Regions from separate parts of the Urocitellus parryii genome. Here regions 1 and 2 are each linked to region 3. The links are chromatin contacts, called in public Hi-C maps. All regions are on one chromosome and are shown on one strand. The core of a region is the stretch at or near the end of the contact, and the rest is flanking DNA. Distances in the headings are between cores, read along the strand shown. Region 1 holds the start of Clock (clock circadian regulator). Region 2 holds the start of Srd5a3 (steroid 5 alpha-reductase 3). Region 3 holds the start of Exoc1 (exocyst complex component 1).

Evidence for each region. A called contact is a pair of places that touch in the nucleus more often than the background predicts.
Region 1: a contact with region 3 is called in a Hi-C map of liver, with 3 times the contacts expected there. The contact joins the promoter of Clock here to the promoter of Exoc1 in region 3. A contact is called at or near these places in 2 of 2 Hi-C or Micro-C datasets (liver and muscle).
Region 2: a contact with region 3 is called in a Hi-C map of liver, with 5 times the contacts expected there. The contact joins the promoter of Srd5a3 here to the promoter of Exoc1 in region 3. A contact is called at or near these places in 2 of 2 Hi-C or Micro-C datasets (liver and muscle).

The regions. Positions count from the first base shown.
Region 1 is chr10:103,970,540-103,973,239 of mUroPar1.hap1, forward strand. It overlaps Clock (clock circadian regulator), which reads left to right and starts at 1,420. Exons shown (of 23, transcript XM_026386463.2): 1 at 1,420-1,578. It overlaps LOC113181121 (a long non-coding RNA gene), which reads right to left and starts at 2,415. Exons shown (of 3, transcript XR_003300561.2): 1 at 2,055-2,415; 2 at 857-980; 3 at 218-312.
Region 2 is chr10:104,151,088-104,153,987 of mUroPar1.hap1, forward strand. Srd5a3 (steroid 5 alpha-reductase 3) reads right to left here and starts at 1,578. Exons shown (of 5, transcript XM_026386699.2): 1 at 1,287-1,578. The coding sequence starts at 1,507.
Region 3 is chr10:103,707,144-103,710,238 of mUroPar1.hap1, forward strand. It overlaps Exoc1 (exocyst complex component 1), which reads right to left and starts at 1,280. Exons shown (of 18, transcript XM_026386268.2): 1 at 1,146-1,280.

The DNA of each region.
Region 1 (2,700 bases), core at 170-2,669, 260 kb after region 3:
AAAATCCAAACATCAGACCCTAGAAACATTTAAACTCTCTTGTCTGGCTGCAACCTATTTCATCAGTATTATTCTCTTGCTACCTAACAGTATTAGGACTCTTAATTGCGGGTGACAGAAAACTTGTTCTAGCAATAAAACACATCCAAGAATTTATTATTTTAATTGAAATTTCCAGAGCAACCTAGTTTACAATGGTTTCCGTGACCATCTTTGAATCTGCACCACCCCCGCCCCCGCCCCAGGGTACTTTCTCATTAATCGTGCATGAAAAGCTGGCTCCAGTCCTCCATTCTTCCAGATTCAGATCCACTGGAAAAGAGGTAACATCCAAAATCAACTCAAACATACCTTCCCCCTGATGTCCTTTCCAGACCATATGGACTGGGTAGAGGGAGGATAGTTCTCCAAATGAAATTATCAGAATGGGAGTGAACGGGGAACAAACAGAAACGTCTATTAAAATTCCTTCTACTAAATGGAGTAATTAATAAATCATGCTTTTCCACTTCCCAAAGAAAAATGCTGAGGTGAAAGATCAGGAATCTGGATTAAGTTCTTCGACTCTGATGTTTTTTTTTTTTTTCCCCACGTGGACCAATTGTATTTCAAGCATCAGGGGAAGTAATTTCACCTCTCTCCCCAGGTAAGCTGTAAATATTCACACGCTGTTCTAACCAAAAAAAAAAAAAAAAAAAAAAAAAAAAAAAAAAAAACCAGAGCAAATTACGATCCCCGACCACTCTCTTTGCGTGTCCACCTCCCCATCCCTGCACCCAAGTCTTCCATTACACTGTCACTTGGTTTTCACTAAAAGGCCAGCGGGGAAACTGCAAATGAGCAAATACATCCAGACCTCTTGCCACTGCTGCGGCTGAAGGTGCCCACGGTCCTGTCTCCCCAAACCAACCACCAGCCAGTAAGAAGCACTCGAAGACGCGCGCCTCCAGGGTCACTGGTGGTCCAGGAATCTTCGCAACCTCCAGGAGAGGAAATCAGAGTGCTGAGGCGTGTCCACCCAACACTGGAAAAGCCTAGCCTGGCGTCAGCAAAGCTCTGCTTTTCGAGGAAGAGAGCATCCCCTTTCTGGCCTCTGGATCTCTTACCCTTCAGGAGGCTATTTCTTCACCTCCTTGCCCAGCATCCATGGTGAAAGTCAAAGAAGCCCCGACCTACCGCTAAAGCTCCCCGGTCCCGCCTCCCAGGCTTTCCATAACCGGTGCCCTCCCGGGTGGCTCAGGGAACGGGGCGCCGGGAGATCCCGGTTTCCTTCACAGAGCGCGTACAAGCACGGCCCGAGGGAGCGGGAGTCTCGGGCGCCCGGGATTCCCTGGCGCAGCTCCGCGCTGTCTAACGGGGCAAGTCGCATGCGCACCGAGACGCGCCGGGGAAAGCGAGCGCGAGGGGAGGGGCGAACGCAGAGCCTCGGCTGACCGCGGAACCCGGGGGTCACTGACAACGCATGCGCCGGGAGGGAGCGCAATCACGGACTTCTCTTGCGGCTACCGCTTTAAAAAAGGAAACCCCGGGCAGCGAGAGCGCGAAGTAAATCTGGCCGCCGCCGCGTGCGCGCACCCGGTGAGTGGCGCCCCACCGGGTGGGCCTGGGCCTGACGTCCACCGGTTGGCTTGTCCCGGTGGCGCATGCGTGCTGCCGGTGCCGGTGGAGGAGGGGAAGGGAGGGAGGGGGAGGAGGAGCGGGCAGCAGTAGCGGTGAATTTTTGGGGGTGGGTGGGGGCGCCACTCGCAGCCCCAGGTGCTGCTGGCGCTGGGAGCCACGGTGTCTCCTGGACGCAGCCGGTTGGCGGTTCCGAGTAGCCGCAGCCTGAGTCTTGGGTGGGGGAGGGAAGCAGCCGGAGCCGCCGCAAGCCACACGGTGAGGGCGCGGGCAAGGGGAGGGAGCGGGGGGCGGTGTGTGGGGCCGGGGGGCGGCGGCCAAGGAGGGGAAGGCGGGAGCTGAAGCCCAAGTTTTGCGTCTTGCTTAGCGTGCCTCTTCCCGGGAGTTGGGGCGGAGGCCCTCGGGGGCCTCGGGGCTTCGGGGGCAGCTGGGGTTACCTGCGGGGCAGGGGCGGGATTGGGGTGCGCGGCCGGCCCCGGTGACCGGAGGGTGACCGGGTTCCAGCCGGTTCCAGCGGCCGTGCGTCCGGGAAAGCGAGCCTGGTGCCGAGAGGGCTTTCGCCCGGGACCCGCTAGGCCTTGTGACCCACTTTTATTCCTGTCACCACTCGGGCACGTTTGGAGCGGCGCCCAATGGGGCGCTGGGGCGGCCAGCTCCTCCGGGGAACCCCCGCCCTCCTGGCGCCCCGGCCGCGCGTCGCCGTCCGTAGTCCGAGCGGCTGCTGCCGCCGCCGGTGGGCTGGTTCCGTTAGTGGTCGTGGTTCCGGGGCACGGTCCCTGGGGAGCGCGCGGCGCGGGGCGTCGGACTTGAGCTGCGCGCGGCTGGAGGGCGCGGCGCCGGGCTTCCCTTCTGCCCTGACGGGCGCCTCGAGCTCCGATTCGCCGCGGCGGCTGGCGTTTCTGGATCCCTTTCCGCCTGCGAAGCTGGCTTCCCTGGAGATGGTCCCGGCGCTCCGGCCGCTGGTGTGTAATCTCTAACACTTAGAGCCGCAGTGTATTTTCGGGAGGGTGTTTTTCTTTGGCGTGGAAGTCGTTCTGTTGAGAATAGACGGTAGAATCCTGAAAGATGAAAGCCGTGGCCTCT
Region 2 (2,900 bases), core at 328-2,827, 440 kb after region 3:
CTAGTACATTTTCCAAAATTTAGAAAATAAATTGCCACCAATTAGAAAAGGACATTGTGTAATCAAACCTGATTAAGAGAGGATGTCAATTTTTTGCTTGAAAAAAAAAAAAGGTCTTTGGCCAATGCCTTGCATACTCCTTCTTCCAAGGGCCTCATTACTGTTGTTCAGGATGACCTTCTTTCTCAGTGTTAACACCTGGCTAGATCTTTCTCCCACACTGAAGAGTGGGGGATAGTTTCAGGAACCGACTGTTCTATACTTGGCCCTTTTGTGGTCTGTGGACCTGGGGCACCACCCGCGGGTGTTGGGCAGGATAACCCATAAGTTTAAACCATCAGAAACCATATCGTAATTCTTTCCGTTTCATTTCTAAACGTTAATTTAAGATTCAACTCAAAGGTAGAAAACATTTCTACTCTATTCTACTGTTTAGTGTCTGACTCTTCCTATGTATGTCCTGAATTCAAAGTGGCCAAAGAAAGAGTTCAACGTGGGGGAGAGAGAGAGAGAGAGAGAGAGAGAGAGAGAGAGAGAGAGAGAGAGAGAGAGGGAGGGAGGGAGGGAGGGAGGGAGGGAGGGAGGGAGGAGGGAGAGAATGAATTCAAAGTGAAGAAAGAAGGAATGAATGAATGAAAGAAAATCTGCTGTATGTCTCCATAATTTTTGAATGAATTCTATTTCAGTCCTAATGATCTAATCCTTCACGGAACTTAATTATGAAATCTGTTGAAAGTCAAATGGAGCTTAGGAAGAGACTGGCCTAAAATGTGTCACCCTGAACAACCTTCTCCAGGGGCATCTGCCGAGGAACGGCCTGAGGAGGTGGCATCCCTGCGATGACCATCTCTCAGTCTTATCTGACTGCGAGGGGCTGGGGTGCCACGGGCAGGTCTGCCTTCATTTCCATAAATTCCGGCGACCTCAAGAAAGGCTGTGAGCCCCTTGAGTGCAGGAGAGAGGAACGAAGAGAATTTGGGACAAAGGAGACTAGTTCGCCGCATGGCCGGGCCTAAATTCGGATGTCCTTTCATTTCCGGGAAAGAAAGGCTCCGAGCGGCCACAAGTTCACATTCCAGCGCCCGCGACACTGCGCGCGGTTCTGCTCCTGGGTGTCCGGAGACACCTGGGGCACTGCGCCCCCGGGGCCACCAAGCGTTACAGAACAGAGCCCAGCCGCGCCCGGAACCCGCCGGGCCCGCAGCCCAGGTCGCCTCTGCTGCCCCCTGCCGGCTGCCCGCGAGCAGGGCGCCCCGGGCCGTCTGCGCCTGGGCAACCGCGGTTACCTCTTGGGGACATCAAAGGCCCGGCACACAGCCGGGCGCCGCGGCCCCCCCAGCTTGGTTTTCCCATAGCGGATCAGGTCCTGGAAGAGCGCGCAGCCCGGGAGCAGGCTGGGCGGCACGAGCTGCAGCAGCAAGGTCAGCAGGAAGGCGGCGGCCAGCGCCAGCCACAGCGCGCGCAGCGGGTTCAGCGACGAGGCCTCGGACCCCGCCCAGGGAGCCATGGCCCGCGCTCCCGGCGTCCACGAACCCGCGCCACCGCCACCGCCCCGGAGGAGCGGCCACTCCCGCCGCGCGCCGGCCCCGCGGGGCTGGACGTCGATGACGTGGCGCGGGGCGGGGACTCGCTGGGCCCCTCCCCGGACTCACCGCCCAGCGGCGCGCGTTCAGGGGCCGCGGTTCTCCAGGCTGCAGCTGCGCACTCGCGGTCCCTCCTCTGACACTGGGGATTCCTCGATGGAACTCCAGAGAGTCATTAAGCAGGATACGAGACCACGTGGCTGCAAGTCTTCACCGCAGCATTGTTTCCAATGGAAAAGCGGAATCACTCCTCAGTGTTCCACTTTGGTGTATTTAGCTATCGTTAGACGCACTGGCATGACAATTATGGAGACTAGAAACGCAGAAAATCGTCTGTGACAGCTTTAATGATATGCTAAGTTAAAACAGAAAAGCCGTCTATAAAATACATAGGATTGCAAACAACTTTATTAATATGAACATGTGTATATGTGGATTAAGAATGCAGGTCATGCACAAAAAATGAATAGTTGTATTAGAGTGTTGGGAATGTGTATAATGTAAATATATAAAGTACAAAGTCATCAAAGTAATGGCACATAATAAAAAGTGTAGGGAGGAAAACATTGTATTTAAAAAACAGCAGAACCCTACCCACTAGAGTTCCAGTCCCTAGAAGAAAAGTTTTTAGCTCCATCAGCCGCTGCTTCTGATATTTACCTCCATGTAGTGACCATGCTACTTCTCGATTCATCAATTTTAAAACAACATAGCTTTTTCTGTTTCTGAAAATGGAAATTTACCTCTTTTGAGTACTTAAAAAGCCTTTAAAATGTTAATTCAGAGAAATATTACTGTATGCCTACTGTGTGGCAGGCACTCTTTTGTACACTGAGGACAGAGAGGTTGGTAAGAGGAGTGCTGCTTCCTATTTGGATCTTACATTCTGGGGTGGGTAAGGGATTGAAGAAGGGAGAGGTAGTTTGCTCATCCCCTTTTCCCTAGTGAGGTAACCTAAATGATGTGGGTTGAAGTAGGTGGGCAGGTGAGTAGGATTTTAATTATTCTTTGGATGTTTAAAGTTTTGCTTCTTTGTGCAAGAAAGATAAGGGTTGGGCAAATGGACATTCCAGCTAGGACAATGAGGCCTTTTTGTGTGACCTAGGATCCTTTCTGCAGGAGTCACCCTTCGTTGTTTCTTTATTGTTCTTGGGTTAATTCCATAGAGATGCAGCTGGCCTTCCTATGGCATCTTTCCAAAGAAGTCTCTTATAAGTACATAATGGGACCAAGTTTCCTGGGCAGGAGGTTTTCTTATGGTTATCTGACCTGGGGAAGGAGTCGTAATAAGATAGGGATGTGTGTGTGTGTGTGTGT
Region 3 (3,095 bases), core at 30-2,529:
CATGTGAGCATAAGCTCCTGGATCTTGGGAGCCCTATTAACAGAGTAAGAGAGTGTAGAGAAGGACAGGAGGGAGGGCAGGGAGGCTGTATCACTTTTGTGTTCTTGATAAGTACTTAACAGATATTTCTTGAGGAAATCTGAGCTGAACAGTAAAAAATGGTCAAATCAGTGACTAATCAATGACTAATAATGGCCAGTGTTTACCACACAGTCTCTCCTTAGTCTAAAGCAATGATTGGGTGCATGGTAACTGGTAAAAAGAGAAGACTGGGCATACCTCATAAAAGAGGCAGTCATAGTGAAAAGCTGTATGTGACCATTCGTTCATTCAGCAAATACTGATGTCTACTAAGTACCAGGTGCTAGTCTATTACAGTGGTGAACATGACAAACATGTTCTCGAAGACACCAAGACCTCTACTTACATGGAATTTACATCCTATAGGTCCAGTAATGATCTCTCCAGTTTTTACAGTACCTTTCTGTATGTCAGTAAACAAATCACTAGCGATCATATAAATCTATTTTACAGGTCTAAAACCCCAAGTTTGACCATGTGTCAGAGACAGCAAGCCACTGTTGGTTCTTGCTTCCTTAAACTCAGCTGGGCCATTACACTGCATGACAATTAGTTGGTCAGAGTGAGGCCATGTGGGTTGAGCCTCGAATGCTGTTGAGACAATTAAGGGCAGGGAGCACCATCATCTAGTAGACAAAACTGCCTAGAGACAGGGACACACGCTTAAGAGATTTCGAAGAACATGTTCCTTAGGACAAAGGAGAAGACACTGTCACGCCCTTCTCTCCTAGTCCACGCCAAAGAGCGTAACTACGGTAAGGACTGTTTGTCAAATATGAAATATGGATCCGATGGGCGGAACCGCAGAGGAACTTAAGAGGACTGTCCTCCCAGCTCCGCATTCGCCCAGCAAGGGGTGGAGGATGCTCCCACTGGGCTTTGCTCCTTATACATCAGGCGGGGTTGGGAAGAGGCCTGGCCAGCGAGAGTTCAGTGCCCGAGGCCCGGCGCGGAGCCAGTAGCGGCAGTGACAAACCGGCTCAAACCCTGGAGCCCGCCCGTCCACTCCTCGGTCCGCCGCCGCCGCGGCCAGGACCTCGTAGCAGCCGCGGCCGAAAGCTTACCGCAAGGCCGGACCGAGCCCGGCTATGCCGAGGCGGGTCCTCCAACACAGAGACCGGATGGGGCTGTGGCGGCCACCACCACTAGGACGTGCCCCTCAATTAAACCGCCAACGGGAAGCTGCAGTTTCCCCACAACTTCCCATATCCGGACACGTGACAATTTCCGCGCCGGAAGTTGATTCCGTAGAAAAGGAAGGAGAGGCGGTGCGAAAAAGGGAGAGGCCAATAGATGTGGAGGGGGCGGGGCGCCAGCCGACGGGCGCGGCTAGGCGGGAGATGGCTCTCGCTGGAGGGGCGTGTCTTGTAAAGGCAGGGGCGGGACGTCAAATGAGCGAGGCCTAAGTGAGACTGGGGATTTGATATTATGGGATATTTCCCTTCTTTATAAATGTTTATTCTGATATTTGCGGCAACTTAAGAGAGCTGATTAAATCTTTTTTTGTTTTGTTTTGTTGTTAGCATATGTAAAGCACTTTTAATTCTAACTCTTACTGCAGTGTGCTCTGCTGTCCAGGTGCTTGAGCATCATCTGAAGGCTCTTTAGAAAATGCAGCCTCGGGCTCACTTCACATCTACCGAATCAGAACCATCTATATCTTAACAAGATGATGCTTTTGTATATTTAAGTTTGAGAGGAAAATATAATGACAGTGCTACTGGTAATGAGGCAGGTGGTTCATTTATTCTACATTCCTGTCACTTTATTTATGACACTTACGCCAGGTACTTTTACTTCCCGTTAGAGAGGTGATTCGTGCCTGAATCCCACTCTGAAGGAGTTCACAGTGTATTAGTGCTTAACAAGGGGAATGCAAAAGAGGGAGTAACTCACTCTATCAGTGATGGATTCACTGAGAAAGTGACAGATGAGCTGTGCAAAATATCTTTCACTGATAATCTCAAGAGAGAATTTGGTGGGAAAATTAGCAGACATAGTAGGGAACTGTTTGTTACTGAGATTAATATGCTGTAGTCAAGGCTGCTTAAAATGCCTTTCATTTTCGTCGAATGACTTCCCTTTTAAGAGCAGGGTCTAGACCTATCTTTACAAATACCTGTTATGTCTTTCCTACTCAGTCCCGGAATGCATACTTTGCATACTTTATATGACAATTGTATGCTACTTTCTTCCTTAAAATTGGGAAATGAATTGTATTTCAGAAATCTAAACTTCCCTGAACTCCAGAATTGTCTACCCACACCCCTATCCTGGCTTTTCCATTCAGATGACTCAGAGGCATCTCAACTCAATAACTTAATTCTCATTTCTCCCCTCCCCTCCTTGAGTCTCCCTGAAGTGAGGCTTCTGAGGATTTGACTCCAAAGAGCAAAAATGAGGGAAGGGAGAGGGAAATGAAACATAGAAGAGGGAGAGGCAGTCTGAGGCAGAGTTATTGAGTTGATGATCATCATTATGTTTGACTGTTTTCCCAATCCCTTAGGACCTTCTAAGAAGCTTGATGAAATGAGTCCCAGAACTGTCCACTGAAGGAAACAATGGAGGAAACATTTATCTATCAACTCCCGTCCCTCTTCGATCAAAGGTTAATACTCCTGAGAATTAACTCTTCTACACTTCAAAATTATGCAGTTATGAATGCCACTCTCATATCAAGGATGTGCTGAGGCAGAAAGTGAGAGGAGAGGTGCTGTCATGTTGCACTTGCTCAAAGCTCATCAAACTCTGTTCAGAACAGGTTGCTGTAATGGTGGTTGAAATAAGAGTCTGAAGGGATTTGAGAAAGTGCACATAAAGAGTCCTTTACACCACTTTGGTTGAATCCAGTCCTTCACACGGGTCTCTCCAAGGTGATGGCCAGCCACAATCTCTGTAAGGAATTAATGTAAAAGAGTTATGGAATAAGCTTTGTTCTTAGTGATGCACTAATATTAAGACCATACTTGTATTCATTAACTTCCTTCTCTACTATTCATTCTAATTTTCCCCAC